Regions from separate parts of the Sus scrofa genome. Here regions 1 and 3 are each linked to region 2. Evidence: chromatin contacts called from public Hi-C and HiChIP or PLAC-seq data. All regions are on one chromosome and are shown on one strand. The core of a region is the stretch at or near the end of the contact, and the rest is flanking DNA. Distances in the headings are between cores, read along the strand shown.

Region 1 (4,209 bases), core at 1,250-3,749, 240 kb after region 2:
GTAACAAGAAGGACGTACACTGTTAAAGGCATTTTACAGCTACCACAGCTTTCTGATTAAATGGCATCACTGTGTGCATTAAGTTGATAAATGCCAAGTCAATTTCCTGAATATAAAATCTCCACATTAGGTTCAAGGCTTTTTCTGTGGCTGGAAAGATCCTGTGCTGCTGGTGTAGGAGGCAGTCTGGCTTTGTTCCCACACATCACATGCTTTGTGGCTTCTGTCTCTCATTCTAAGTCATGAGGTGTCAAACAGTGAATCAGGCCTATATATGACTTGGAATTTCAGGCCACATCAGGGGGTGTGAGTTAACAGACTTTCTTCCCCAGAGGTTCGCCTTCCAAATACTCCCTGAGTAATGAGCCACATCCTCAGAAAGCATCCAGCTTTACGACAGAGACACGCGTACCTAAAAGGAAGCCTGGAGTTTCTGTCGTGGCACAGTGGTTAGCGAATCCGACTAGGAACCATGAGGTTGTGGGTTTGATTCCTGGCCTTGCTCAGTGGGTTAAGGATCCAGCGTTGCCGCGGGCTGTGGTGTAGGTCGCCGACACAGCTCGTATTCTGAGTTGCTGTGGCTCTGGCGTAGGCCAGCATCTACAGCTCCGATTAGACCCCTAGCCTGGGAACCTCCATATGCCGCGGGAAGCAGCCCTAGAAAAGGAAAAAACACCCCCAAAAAAAAATAAATAAATAATTACAAATAAATATAATAAATAAAATAAAAGGAAGCCTTTTAAAACTTTAGTTTTTAGTATTTAATGCCATCATAGATGGAAATGAGGTAAAATGAAGCATGCCCCAAAACTGTACACAGCACAGCACCTACTCACCTCCAGAATTCAACTCAACTAGATACAGTCCCTGCCTTCAAGGTTGTGTGGTTTTATCTGAAGCAGTATTTTTGACTAACAGCTTAAAAACATGTATTTGGTCTTAATGAAATTCACGTGGCAACTTCTGAGGGGAAAAAAATGCATCATATTTTCCTGCTTCTTATTCTAAGATATACTGAGAGATGGTAAGCAGTGGACTGCCAGGCTTTTGAGACTGTTTAAATCCTGATTCGGTCACTTCCTAGCACTGTGACACAGAAGAAGGGAGCTAGAACAAGCTAATATCTGAATCCCAGTCATCCTCATCTGTTGTGTAAAATTACAGGAATATTAAACGTGCAAACACGTGCATGGTTGCTGCAAAGAAGCGGGGAGCCATCATTAGAATTTGGTTTGATGTTGGGACTTAACAATTAACAGGTTTCTTTCATCCCTTGTCAGTTACTGAGCCTCTGGTATGAACAAGGATTTAAAAAGGTACCCAGGGCCCAAGACATGCTTTAACAATCTTATAAAATAACCTGTAGATTCCATCCTCAGACATGGGCCAGGCATTCCAAAGTCTGGCTATAGTTAAGTTGAACATACCAAGCTATTTTCAGCAGCCTATCCAATTAGGTGATTATAGCTAAGGTACTGGGGAGTGGGAGGGTCCAGTTTTGGTTCAAGTGACAACCTCACACAAAGGTTGGCCAGAACCAACTCGAGCCCATTTTACTGAGGAAGAGCATCTTTTCCCACAAAGCTCTGAGAAGTGCGGACGTGGAACTGGGGCATGGTGAGTGAGCTGGTGTTGGAGGGAGTAGCAGCCGTTGCTCAGCCCATCCCTTCTCTGTCTGCCATCCAAGCAACCGTCGGAGTCCTACAAAAGGAAAAGATCCCTAAAAATTACCTGCTTAGGTGAACTGCCCAAACCTTTTTGCAAAATTTGGTATGCCTGTGCACGTCTCTGTCGAGGCGGCCTACGATTCTCACCAGATTCTCAACGGAGTCCATGCCTGAAAACAACGAGATGTGCTGAAGCAGTCCAACGTCCTCATTTAACAGAATGGAGAAAGCCAGAGAGGGAAACAACAAAGGTATTTTGTAAACGCATTTCAGTTCCAATTTCGGCCTAATGTTCACGGTACTAGCTGTGTCGGATTCCCCCTTGCTTTTCTGCAGCCCTGGGGGATCCCCAGGAGGCGAAGGCTGGTGTTCGAGCCCCAGCGATACCGCCGGCAGTCCAGATTCGCGCATCCAGGAGACTCGCGCGGAGCGTTCAGAGGTGGCTCCGTTGCGTAAAGATCCACCCACCTGGGCCTCACCTCGCGGAATTCCGTAGCCTTGTTGACTCCAGGTAGCGCTCCAAGCACAGGGAGACCGCGGAAAATCGAGGTGGCTCCGTGACAGCGAGAAACAACCCTCACTCACCCAGTCACTCACCTGACCAAGAGAAGGAAGCAGGCATGCCCCAGAAAGCCATCCCCAGCAAACTCTTTGAGAAGGGAGGAGCGAGCGAAGAGAATAACAGGAAGTGGCGTCAGGCGCACGTGTTTTGAGAGGGGCGGGTGCAAGGCGTTTGAGAGGCGCGGCTACAGCTCCGCGCCTGCGCAGTCGCTGCCTGCCGCGCTGCCGAGTCACGGGGGGTAGGAGGAGCGCGAACAGGGGGCGGGGGGCGTGCCCGAGTGACGCAGGCGCAGAGCGACTCCGGAGGAGCGGGCCGCCCCCTCCGCGGGTTTAGATCCGGGTCAGTCAGGCGCGACGATCGGGGAGAGACGATCTGAACTGACGAGACTGGCTCACCGGAGCGACCCTGCCGCGAGGAGGTGAGTGCCCAGACTTGACGGAGAAGCTCCGTAGCACCGCGTCTCGGCCTCGAGGCCCGGCCTGGCAGCGGGCAGCCGCTTCTGAGCCCTCTCGCGTCGCGTCGCGTCGTCCCACGGCTCTGGCTGTCTGGGCCCAGCCGGGCCTGCGCCTCTCCGCGCTCCGTCCGCCGCCGCGGCCTGGCACTACCCGAGCCCCGCTCTCTTCGCCCCTTCCCGCCTCCGCGACCCCCGCCCCGCGCCTCCGCCCTCTCCCGCCTGGCCGTAGCTTCCCCTTTTCGTCCTCCTCGGCAGCCCTTTGCCCCTTCCCGCCCTTTTCCGCGCCCCAGTCTCGTTGGCTGCCGCTTCGGCTTTGCTCCCTCCTCCTCCTGCATCCCTTGCCCCTTGGCCCTACTGTATCCTCTCCTTTTGGCCCGGAGAGTATCCTCAGGGGGCGACTTCCAGCTGCAGGACCTCGGGCGGGCAGAGCTAAGGCCCTGGACAGCTCCCCGCTATCCGAACCCCTCAGGTTCTGAGCCTCCCTCTCCCCAAATCCTGTTGAACCACGACCGATCCACTTTCTGGGTAAGAAGAATTAACATCGGGCTCTAGTACCGAGAGTTTAGGGAGTTGAGTGGGTAGAAGAGACACCCGGGTCGATTGTTTGAACCTAGTTTTATTTGCGCCTTGCAGAGTTGCTGGATTCGGTTTTCTTTCCCGAACTCCACGCTTCCTGGTGGGTTGGGAAATTTTCTAAATATTTTAACATTGTGATGACACGCTTACGCGCAGATCTTTTATTGATCGTTCTCCGGTCTTTTCAGGGTCCTGGAAATTTGGACCTAGGCCTGACGTTCGAAGAGGTCTCGGTTAAAACTGCAAGATGTAAATAAGATTGTGACCCATAGCTTTTGTTGACAATCAGAGAAAATCAGGAATTTGCCCTTTTGATGAAGGAACTTAGAATAATTTTGGTTTTTTTTGAAAGGCTAAGGAAAATCCGAGGCCCTATGTTATTTGACTTAAGGTAATTTCTAATAGGCCTTTTAAAAAGTTTGATCTTTGAGGGGGATCGTTCAATTTCAAGAAGTTAGTGTAGTAAAAAACGGCAGAAATCCATCCCACAAATTTATGAATTTATCAGTGAAGAAGGGGAAAACGATACATGTTTCACTGAGTTATTTAGCTCTTGATTTGAGTGAATGGGAGGCCGGGAATAGGGCGGAGCATAATAAGCCTTTTTGTAATTACAAACATGTTATGATTTAGCTCTTCAGGTCATGCCTAAGATTCACCTTTGCTCTGGGTTAATATAATTGAGGGAAAAGGTGAGTCATCAGAATGTTGAAAGTCTCAAAATAGTTTAGATGGAATGTCATTCCTAATGTTTTAGTCTGTGCCAGTTTTATTTTGGTCTGTTTTGGTTGTTAAATGATGGATCTTTTAATGTGTCAAGAAAGTTTTAGTGTGTCAGCTAGGTTTGTATTAACATCTAGAGTTAGGACTATATAATTAAAAGTTCCATATCGGGGCGCAAAACATCTTAGTGCAGTGTTAGGGCAAGAATGAGATTCTAGTTCTGATGT
Region 2 (4,504 bases), core at 1,796-4,295:
ACCTCAACGAAGTTTTTTAAAAACTAACAAAAAACTGCATTTCCCATTGTGGCTCAGTAGGTTAAGAACCATGAGGATTCAGGTTTGATCCCTGACCTCCCTCAGCAGGTTAAGGATCGGGCGCTGCTACAAGCTGTGGCATAGGTTGCAGATGTGGCTCAGATCTGGCATTGCTATGGCTTTGGTATAGGCTGGCAGCTGCAGCTGTAATTTGAACCCTAGACTGGGAACTTCCATATGCTGAGGTGCAGCCCTAAAAAGAAACAAAAAACAAAATTAAAGAAATAAATAAAATGTATTGCTCCTTGTCAGAATGGTATAAAAGCCTCCATGTCTAGCTGGTCTAATCACTGAACCTAAGATGGAAGGGGGAAATTTTTCCTCCTCTGCAGCGGGGAAGTTTTGACAATGCGAATATGGGAGGGGCTGCTTTGGGGAACAGTGAGCTCCCCACCCTGCTGAGGGATTCTTGCAGGAGGTGGGAAATTGAAGTAGGTGATCTCCAAGATCTGCTCTCCCTGACTTTGCCACCTAGATGAGTGAGGCACACTTAACTACTTAGGGTCAGAAACACCGAGAGATGGGAAGGGTCCCACCTTTGATAGGGCTAATGCTTGCAGGTCATAAAGTGAAATGTCCTTCAGCTGCCAGCCAGACCCAATGTTTTTTGCTGAACATAAACAAGGACTCACAGAATATAAGCAAAGATCAGACAAGGCCACTCTGTATTTGCAGCAAGACATAGAGAAGGCCACTCTGAAACCACAAATTTGACTCAACATCCTCCTCTTCTGACTAACATGAGTAGGTCCTGCTTCTTTTTCAATGACATCTGGCCCTGCTTTAATTCTCCTACCTTATGGGTAAAATTAAGATAACAGATTACTGAATTGTCCCTGCTTCTTGACTGTGCCCAATTCAAAACTGTTCCCCACTTCCTTATACCCACCTTAGAGGTACCCAGCACAAACCCAAATATCCCACAGTAAGCTCTTCCCAACTCCCTCTTACCAAGACACTTCATGGCTTCTCTCTCAAATGTGTTCTCCCTGAATGAACAAGCTAAACAACTCTAATTCTTTTAGGCAGTGGGTATGTTCCTGGCAGAATTTGATCACAGGCTTTATCATAGTTTTGGCTTTTTTTCTGCCCAGTCCAATAATACCCAGGCAGGCGGAAGCAAGGACTTTAAGGAATATTCAGTGGTCCTGAAACAACGTGACTTGGGAAGGTAGTTTGGGAGCTGAAAGAGAGAAGGATCTAGGTAGGAATTAGGATCACTTGAGTAATCCTTCCTCTGCCATCAGCCCTTTCTGTGGCTTTCAGCAAACCAGTTCGCTTGGAGTCTTTTTCCATTTTTGTACGACAAGTGTGAACTGGAGACTGGCCCCACCATCTGCCTCTACAAGGCTTGAATCATGAGCCACTGCAGCTGCTGACCTTCAACACCCCCTGAAAGGCGCTCAGGGTGGAGATCAGGAGGGAGGCACTCTGTGCTCTGGGAAAACTGGCAGAATAGGTCTTCAGATAAATATTTTCAGATTTTATGAGTTCAATTCTTGCATCTCCTCATATCTAGAAAAGCACTAAAATCCTTCAGGGTGATATCTGCTCCTTGTGACTAGCAGCAACCTTCTGTAAAATGTGTGCTTGACTGCATGGACCTCCCCCTTCACCAAAATCACATTGACATCCCCCCCATCCCCCGCCCCGTGTCTTTGGAGCAGTTTTTCAGAGCTATCCGAAATGCTCCCTCCTGGGCTATCATCCTCATTTTGCCCCAAATAAAACTTAAGTCTCAACTTTCAGGTTGTCCATATTTTTAAGTCGACAGAAGAGATTAGAATATATTTCTAAGGCTTCTTCCAACCTAAATAGTCTAGGATCCAGACTCTATAGGTTCTCATACTCCCATATAAATGTCCCCCTACACTAATCATTTGTATAACATTGTCATAATTGTTGCCCTATCTACATACCACCTGTTCTGTATGTAAGTAAATAAATTTTCAAAATTTTTTCTTTAAACAGACTCTTCATTTTTACTTAAATTTACAAAGGAAAATTCGAGTTCCCCGCCACGGTGCAGTGGGTTAAGAACCTAACTGCAGGAGCTGGGGTTGCTGAGGAGGTGCAGGTTTGACCCCCAGCCTGGTGCAGTGGGTTAAAGGATTCAGCGCTGCCACACCTGGGGCTACACACCTGGGGCTACGATTTAATCTCCGGCCTAGAAACTCCATATGCTGCAGGTGCGGTGGCCATGAAAAGAAAAAAAAAAATTTACAAAGTAAAATTTACACCACTGTTCAAATGGAAACCAAGCATTGCTTGATAAAAGTGGAAGAATTTCTACAAACACGCACATACACAAACTCTAAAACAAACAGTGTTATTATAACTTTGAATGTGGTTACCTTTTGATGAAATTTGGAAGGAAGCCCTCACTCTGTTAAAAAGGGAGATAAGCAAATATTAGAAAAATATTAAATGCATATTGGTCTTAAACACTCACTTTAATTTGAAACACTGCCTTTCAGTGTTAATGTACCACACATGCATTCTTAGATCCTTTCACCCATCTCAAATGGTTTCTACAGCCCACATTTTAAGAAAGAGTGCCCATCTTTCCTGCTTAATTTGGGCTCATCCTTCAGTTCTTAGACTAAATATAAATCCCTCAGATTACATACAAAGTCCTTCCAGGACTACTCCCCATCTAATTACCTTCTTACATAGAAGGCATTAAATAAACTTTTATTGAGCGAATTGTGCCTCATACTACTTTTTCATAGTTGGCATCACAACATGTCATGGTCCTTTTCTGTTCAGTGCCAGTCTCTTATTAAGTTGGCCATAACTCCTTGAGCACTTCTCCACTCCACGTCTGGACATAGTGGGCTCCCAGGGAATACAAAAGAGGCGGAGGAATAAAACCTGCTCCTTCCGGCACCAGTTTGGCTCCGCCTTCTCCCCCAGGCCCCGGCTGCCTTAGCCCCGCCTTCTCCTTCTACCAATGATAGGTGCCTTCTCGGTAGCGGCGAGAGTGATGGGCGGGGCCACGTGATGACGTAGGCCGCACGTTTCCGGCCTGAGAAACCGTCGCGTTTCTTAGGAGACCCCTCAGCAGGGAGTTACCATCTCTCCGGGAGATTCTCGGTAGTCCACATAGATAACCCGCGTCACCATGGGGGCTGTGCTGGGCGTCTTCTCCCTCGCCAGCTGGGTGAGTTCGGGATCTGGTGTTTCCGTCGGACTGGTGGTGTGGGGAAGGGCGATAAGGCTCCCCAAGCCCAGCCCAGAACGGGCCTCGGCCCCAGGGACCCAGGGGTTGGAGGGGGTGGGGGTCGACCCTGGGCTTTGGAGGGTATCAAGGGGTCCAGGATAAAATCTGCGATGCCCTGCGGCTGAGATCAGGCGGCTGGCCTTCTGGGTTTGTTGAGAAACCTAAGAGGCCAGACCTCCATTGTTTACAATTTCGAGTGCCCCGCCCCCGCGAGCCTTCCGGCCTCTGGGTTCCTCAGGAGCTGGAATGGGAGACGGAGTCCCGAGGCCAGGGCTCTCCGGTTCACTTCCAGGCTCCTTCTTAAGGTGGCGTCATTTGTTTGGGCGGTGAGGGGGCTTGAGTAATATTTTTATCCCACAGCACAAGGAGTATGTGGCAGAGGTGGGATTTTAAGTTTCCGGCGCAAGGGAAAGAAGGCCTTGTGGATTATTGTTCAGAATTGGAAGTCATGGCCTGAACATTTTGGGACTTTGTACAAATCATTTCTTTCTGGCTTCCGTTAAGATGACAGTCACCCCTGCATTCCTCGCGTCAAGAAAATGAAGTGAATAAATGGATTGAATCACTTTGTAGATTGTAAGCGCCGTATTTTAAAAGAGAAATTTAGAATCTGTGGAAGTGAATATGCTGAGTTCGCTCCTGCATTTGCTTTAGAGGAGCATGCTTGCTTAACATCATCATCTCCTTGTTTTTTAATTCCCCAACTGGCTTAATTGACCAAGGACTCAATCTCAGCTCATTCCACTTCGGTTTCTTAGGAACAGAGTGTAATTTCCATCCCTTAAGGTTGTGGATCAAATCAAAAGGACTATTCATCGTTTAAGGTCCTGGATTGCAGTGGCTTTCTGATTTTTTTTTGACCTTGGCTCAGAATAAGAAATAATTTCACCTGGTAGATTTAATACACCCATTTAGACACAGATTTCATGCCCTCTACTGTACAACTTTTCCATCACATTTTTTAAAATCCTGGTCAGTTGTTATTTACAGCCCACTAGTGGGTCAAGCTCACTATTTACAAGATAGATTTTTAAACAAATGTTAAGAAAATCATTAAGGATTGAATTGGTAATCTGAAACCTAAACACATTTTAAGTAATGTAAAGCTGAGATTTGAATTGATGCCATCAAAGCATTTCTATTTATAAATCACTTTTATATTTTATTAATTCCTTTTGTCCAGTAGGAACAGCAAGGAGTTCAGTATACTAGAGAATGGAA
Region 3 (4,055 bases), core at 1,249-3,748, 150 kb before region 2:
GGTGAAGGTTGCAGACGTGACTCGGATCCTGCTTTGCTGTGGCTCTGGCATAGGCAGATTAGACCCCTAGCCTGGGAACCTCCATATGCCACGAGAGCGGCCCAAGAAATGGCAAAAAGACCAAAAAAAAAAAAAAAAAAAAAAAAAAAAAAAAAAACCAAAAAAAAAACCAGGATGGTGCTTATAAAATGTTTCCCAGAGAGTGTCTCAGGAAACAGGAGCCATTATTAGGTCCCCTGAGTGATGTGGGGAGCCAGGGAAGGGTCTTAAAGAAAGCTCTGGGTGTTCCCCTGTGGTTCAGTAGGTTAAGGATCTGGCATTGTCACTGCTGTGGCTCTGGTTACAGCTGTGGCTCAAGTTTGATTCCGGGCCTGGGAACTTCCACGTGCTGAGGGTGCAGCCAAAAGAAAGAGAAAAAAGAAAGGCAAGCAGACAGGCAGAAAGAAAGAGAAAGAAAGAAAGGAACCTTCTTTGGCTTCGATAATGTATTGGAAGGATATTTTTGACCCGTTCTCTCGAACACTCACCTACAATCCAACCCAAGCCCAGCTGATTTTACCCACTAAATGTAGCCGCAATCTGATTTTGCCATCTTCCCCACCATCACTGCCATCTCCACCCAGGTCACTGCAGCTGCCTCCTTCCTGCTCTCCCACGCTTCCTCTGCCCCGCTGCAATGCTGTCCCCTCACAGCAGGGAGCCCAGGCTTAAGCCCCAGCTGCACACAAACCACGTGGCTATGGTATTCAAGTTCAGATTCCAGTTCAGGATGGCGGGAGGGGGTCTGAGAGTCGGGGACTCTAATCAGCTCCTAGGGGATAACGATGCTGACGATTTCCGGACCACGCTTTAAGTAGCTGCTGGAGAATGTTTTTGTCCAAATAAAAGTTTGATCCTATTGGAATTGTGGCTCAGTGGGATACAGCATTGCCACTGCTAAGGCTCAGGTCACTGCTGCGGCGCAGGTGCAGGTCCAGATCCCTGGCCTGGGAACTTCCACAGGCAAAAAAGAAAAAAAAAAAAATAGTTTGACCAAATCTTGCCTCCACTTAAAACCCTCCATTGTTTTTCTAGCACTCTTGGGGGGAGAGACCAGACCCTTACCGCATCCCACAGGCCCAATGTGATCTGGTCCTTGCCTGACTCTCCCGCCCTTTGCCCTCCACTCTCCCACCCCTGTCATTTATTATTAATGCATTTATACTAGAATGAAATGAAACAGAACCACTATCCCACCCACATACTGGAACATCACCAACAACCTGAACGTATCTGTGTGCTCCTCCCCTTCCCCACTTCCCTGAGATAACCATTCTTCTCAAATTTGTGTTTATCTTTTACTTGCTTTACCTTTTTTTTTTTTTTGCTTCAAATGCACATTTGTCTAAACATGCATATTTTTGGTTTTGCTTTTATTTTACAATCTAAAAGTTGCACCATAATGTACATAGTTTTCTGGGACTTTACTTATTTATTTTTTATGGCCCCTCCAGTGGCATATGGAAGGTCCCAGGGCCAGGGGTTGAATCCGAGCCTCAGCGGCAATCCACTGCGGCAGCTGTGTGGAATTGTTTAACTCACTGGCCAGGCCGGGGATCGACCCTCTCCTCCCAATGACCCAAGCCGGTGGAGTCCGATTCTTAACCCACTGCATTACAGCAGGGACTCCTAGGACTTTTTTTTCCAACATTGTTTCTGAGATAGATCTGTTTCGTCTGCTGAAGTTCATTCAGTTTCACTGCTGTATCATATTCCTTGATGTGACTATTCCAGTTTATTTGCCCCCTTGCCTGTGGACAGGCATCTGGGTGATTCCAATGTTTTTATTAGGAACAGCGCCCGTGGGAACATTCTTGCAGGCGGTCTCTGGCTGCACTATGGGCAGATTTCTCAATAGTAGATGCCTAGGAGGGGATCTGCTGTGTGCCCCCACCTCTCCTTTCATTGCCCAGCTGCCTGGAGTCTCTCACACCGAATGCCCTCTCCACCTGCGCTGCCCTCTTCCACCGAACTCCCACCGACCCAACCACCTTCACCTGGTGAATGCCTTAAGGTCTTCAGAGAAACCTTCCCCGACCTGCAGGCCACGCTGGTCCTCATTAAAGTTCCCTGATTACACATTTATAGTGTGTGATTCTGCGATGAGCGTGTCTGGCTCGTAGAGTACAAGCCCCACGAGGTATGTGATGCGCACCGGTTCCCAGCTTCCAGCTCGGGCCTGGCACACTGTATGCGCCCAGGCAAGAGCGTCAACGCCGCTGGAAGGACCGGGCGAAAGGCAGAGCCTGGCCAGGCGGCTAGAGCTGAAGCCCACAGGTGGCTCTAACTCAGTGTCCCGGGCCAGAGATTTGGGGCGGCGGACTACGGCCCAGAGGACTCGGGCTTGTCCCCACCACTGGGCAAGAATTCCAGGAAATGCGCTGCGCGGGTCTGCCGGTCGGGGCGGGGCGGGAGCGGCGGGCGGGGCGGGGCCGGGGGCGGGGCGGGGCGGGGCCAGGCCCCGTAAAGGGGAGCGTGGCGGGCCGCGGTCACTGCGGGCTCCGGGGGAAGCGGACCGGCTGACTGACCCAGCGGTGGACCACCGATCTTCGGCGGAGGGAGCAGTGCCGGGGCGCACGCTTGGCACCATGACCCAGACGCCTGCTTTCGACAAACCCAAAGTGAGCGCGGGCGGGGGCTCGGGGTCCGGGGTCTGCTCCTTGTCTGGCTGGAGGGCTTAGCGGCATCCAAGCCCTGGGAGCAAAAGGAGGGCCCCTGCAGGGGCTTTCTTCCCTCAGCTCAGGTCCTTGCCCTCCTCCAGGCTGTCTAATGAGAAGCAATGAGACAGGAAGAGTCCTGAATCTGGAGGCGCCCCTGGCGGGCCTCCCAAGTTCTGCTTCTGCCTCTGACTTGGCCCATCTGGGTCTCAGTTGCACTGTCTGTCAAGTGGGCATGCTAGCATCACCTGTGCTGAGCAGCCTAGGCAGGTGGCTTGACCTCTCTGAACCTTGGCTATAAAATGGGGCCGGATGTCTACACCCACAGGCACCTAGTGTGGTGGACAACACATACCGAGCGCTGGGTGAATGGAAACAGCTGTGCACGCCCAGCACTATGATGGTTTTGTGAGCACCAAGGAGCCCAGGTTTGTAGATGTGCCTGTGAGGCAGGTCATGCTGGAGAGGGGAAGAGGGGAGCAGTGCACCCCTCTCTCCACGTTAGAGGGGCTCGATGGGCCTTAGGCCCTGGGCCCTGGTAGGGTTCACTCGGGGCCAAGCCACAGCTGCTAGCCCCAGGGGATAAATCCCTTGTCCCTCCTCCCACCAGCTGTGGAGTCTTGGGAATGGTGGGGTCAGGGAGGGTCTGGGCCCACTTGGCGGGCTTCAGAGCACTGCCATTCAGTCCAGGGAAGGGAGGGGCTCAGGAGTCTGTCCAGCAGGGTTTGAGACTGCAGGTGGGGGGAGGTTGGGGGTGGTCAGGGGAAGGAGTGAGCTGCAGTCAGCCTCCAGTTACCTCTCTGAGAAATAGGTGTGAGTAATGATGGCAGATTATCGCAGAGGCGCTGATGAGCATCATAAGGTGGGGGGGAGGGGGGACTCTGAGGAAGTAGGCCTGGCCCCCTCCCTGGGCCTGGTCACCGGAGGGCGGATGCTCGATACTCCCTGCCAGATGTCACAGGTACTAGGGCTGCAACACTGCCACCCCCACCCCACCCCATGCCTCTTGGGTGCTCAGCGCCCCTTTATTAGTGTGTCTTTCTTTGCAGGAAAACGCTTTTGGATCCCCTCTACCCTTGGGCTGGGGAACCACCATATCCTGATATGGATCCTAAGGCAGTAGATCCTGATATGGATCTAAAGCCCCTTGACTGGATAGATAGAAGTTATGGAGAGAGATCACAGCCAACCCTTCTGTAGAACCTGCCATGTGCAATTCGATCCTTGCAACTCTTTTATAACATCCCTGTGAGAGACAGACTGTCAGGCTCATTTTTTGGCCTCTCTCAAGCCTGGCTGATCAAGCTGACGGGTCATTTTTCCTCTCTGGGCCTCAGTTTTCACATCTGGGAAATGGGC

The links. A called contact is a pair of places that touch in the nucleus more often than the background predicts. HiChIP or PLAC-seq counts read pairs in DNA pulled down with a chosen protein or histone mark.
Region 1: a contact with region 2 is called in an H3K27ac HiChIP or PLAC-seq map of alveolar macrophages. The contact joins the promoter of OSER1 here to the promoter of SERINC3 in region 2. A contact is called at or near these places in 2 of 5 promoter capture datasets (fetal liver and liver), 4 of 47 Hi-C or Micro-C datasets (embryonic fibroblasts, heart right ventricle and liver) and 1 of 2 datasets of contacts at active chromatin or transcription factors (alveolar macrophages).
Region 3: a contact with region 2 is called in a Hi-C map of skeletal muscle, with 5 times the contacts expected there. The contact joins the promoter of ADA here to the promoter of SERINC3 in region 2. A contact is called at or near these places in 1 of 47 Hi-C or Micro-C datasets (skeletal muscle) and 2 of 2 datasets of contacts at active chromatin or transcription factors (alveolar macrophages and skeletal muscle).

Annotation. Positions count from the first base shown.
Region 1 is chr17:46,684,434-46,688,642 of Sscrofa11.1, reverse strand. OSER1 (oxidative stress-responsive serine-rich protein 1) reads left to right here and starts at 2,499. Exons shown (of 4, transcript XM_021078054.1): 1 at 2,499-2,647. It also overlaps LOC106506689.
Region 2 is chr17:46,923,383-46,927,886 of Sscrofa11.1, reverse strand. SERINC3 (serine incorporator 3) reads left to right here and starts at 3,045. Exons shown (of 10, transcript XM_021077977.1): 1 at 3,045-3,223. The coding sequence starts at 3,185.
Region 3 is chr17:47,070,675-47,074,729 of Sscrofa11.1, reverse strand. ADA (adenosine deaminase) reads left to right here and starts at 2,498. Exons shown (of 12, transcript XM_021077978.1): 1 at 2,498-2,660. The coding sequence starts at 2,628.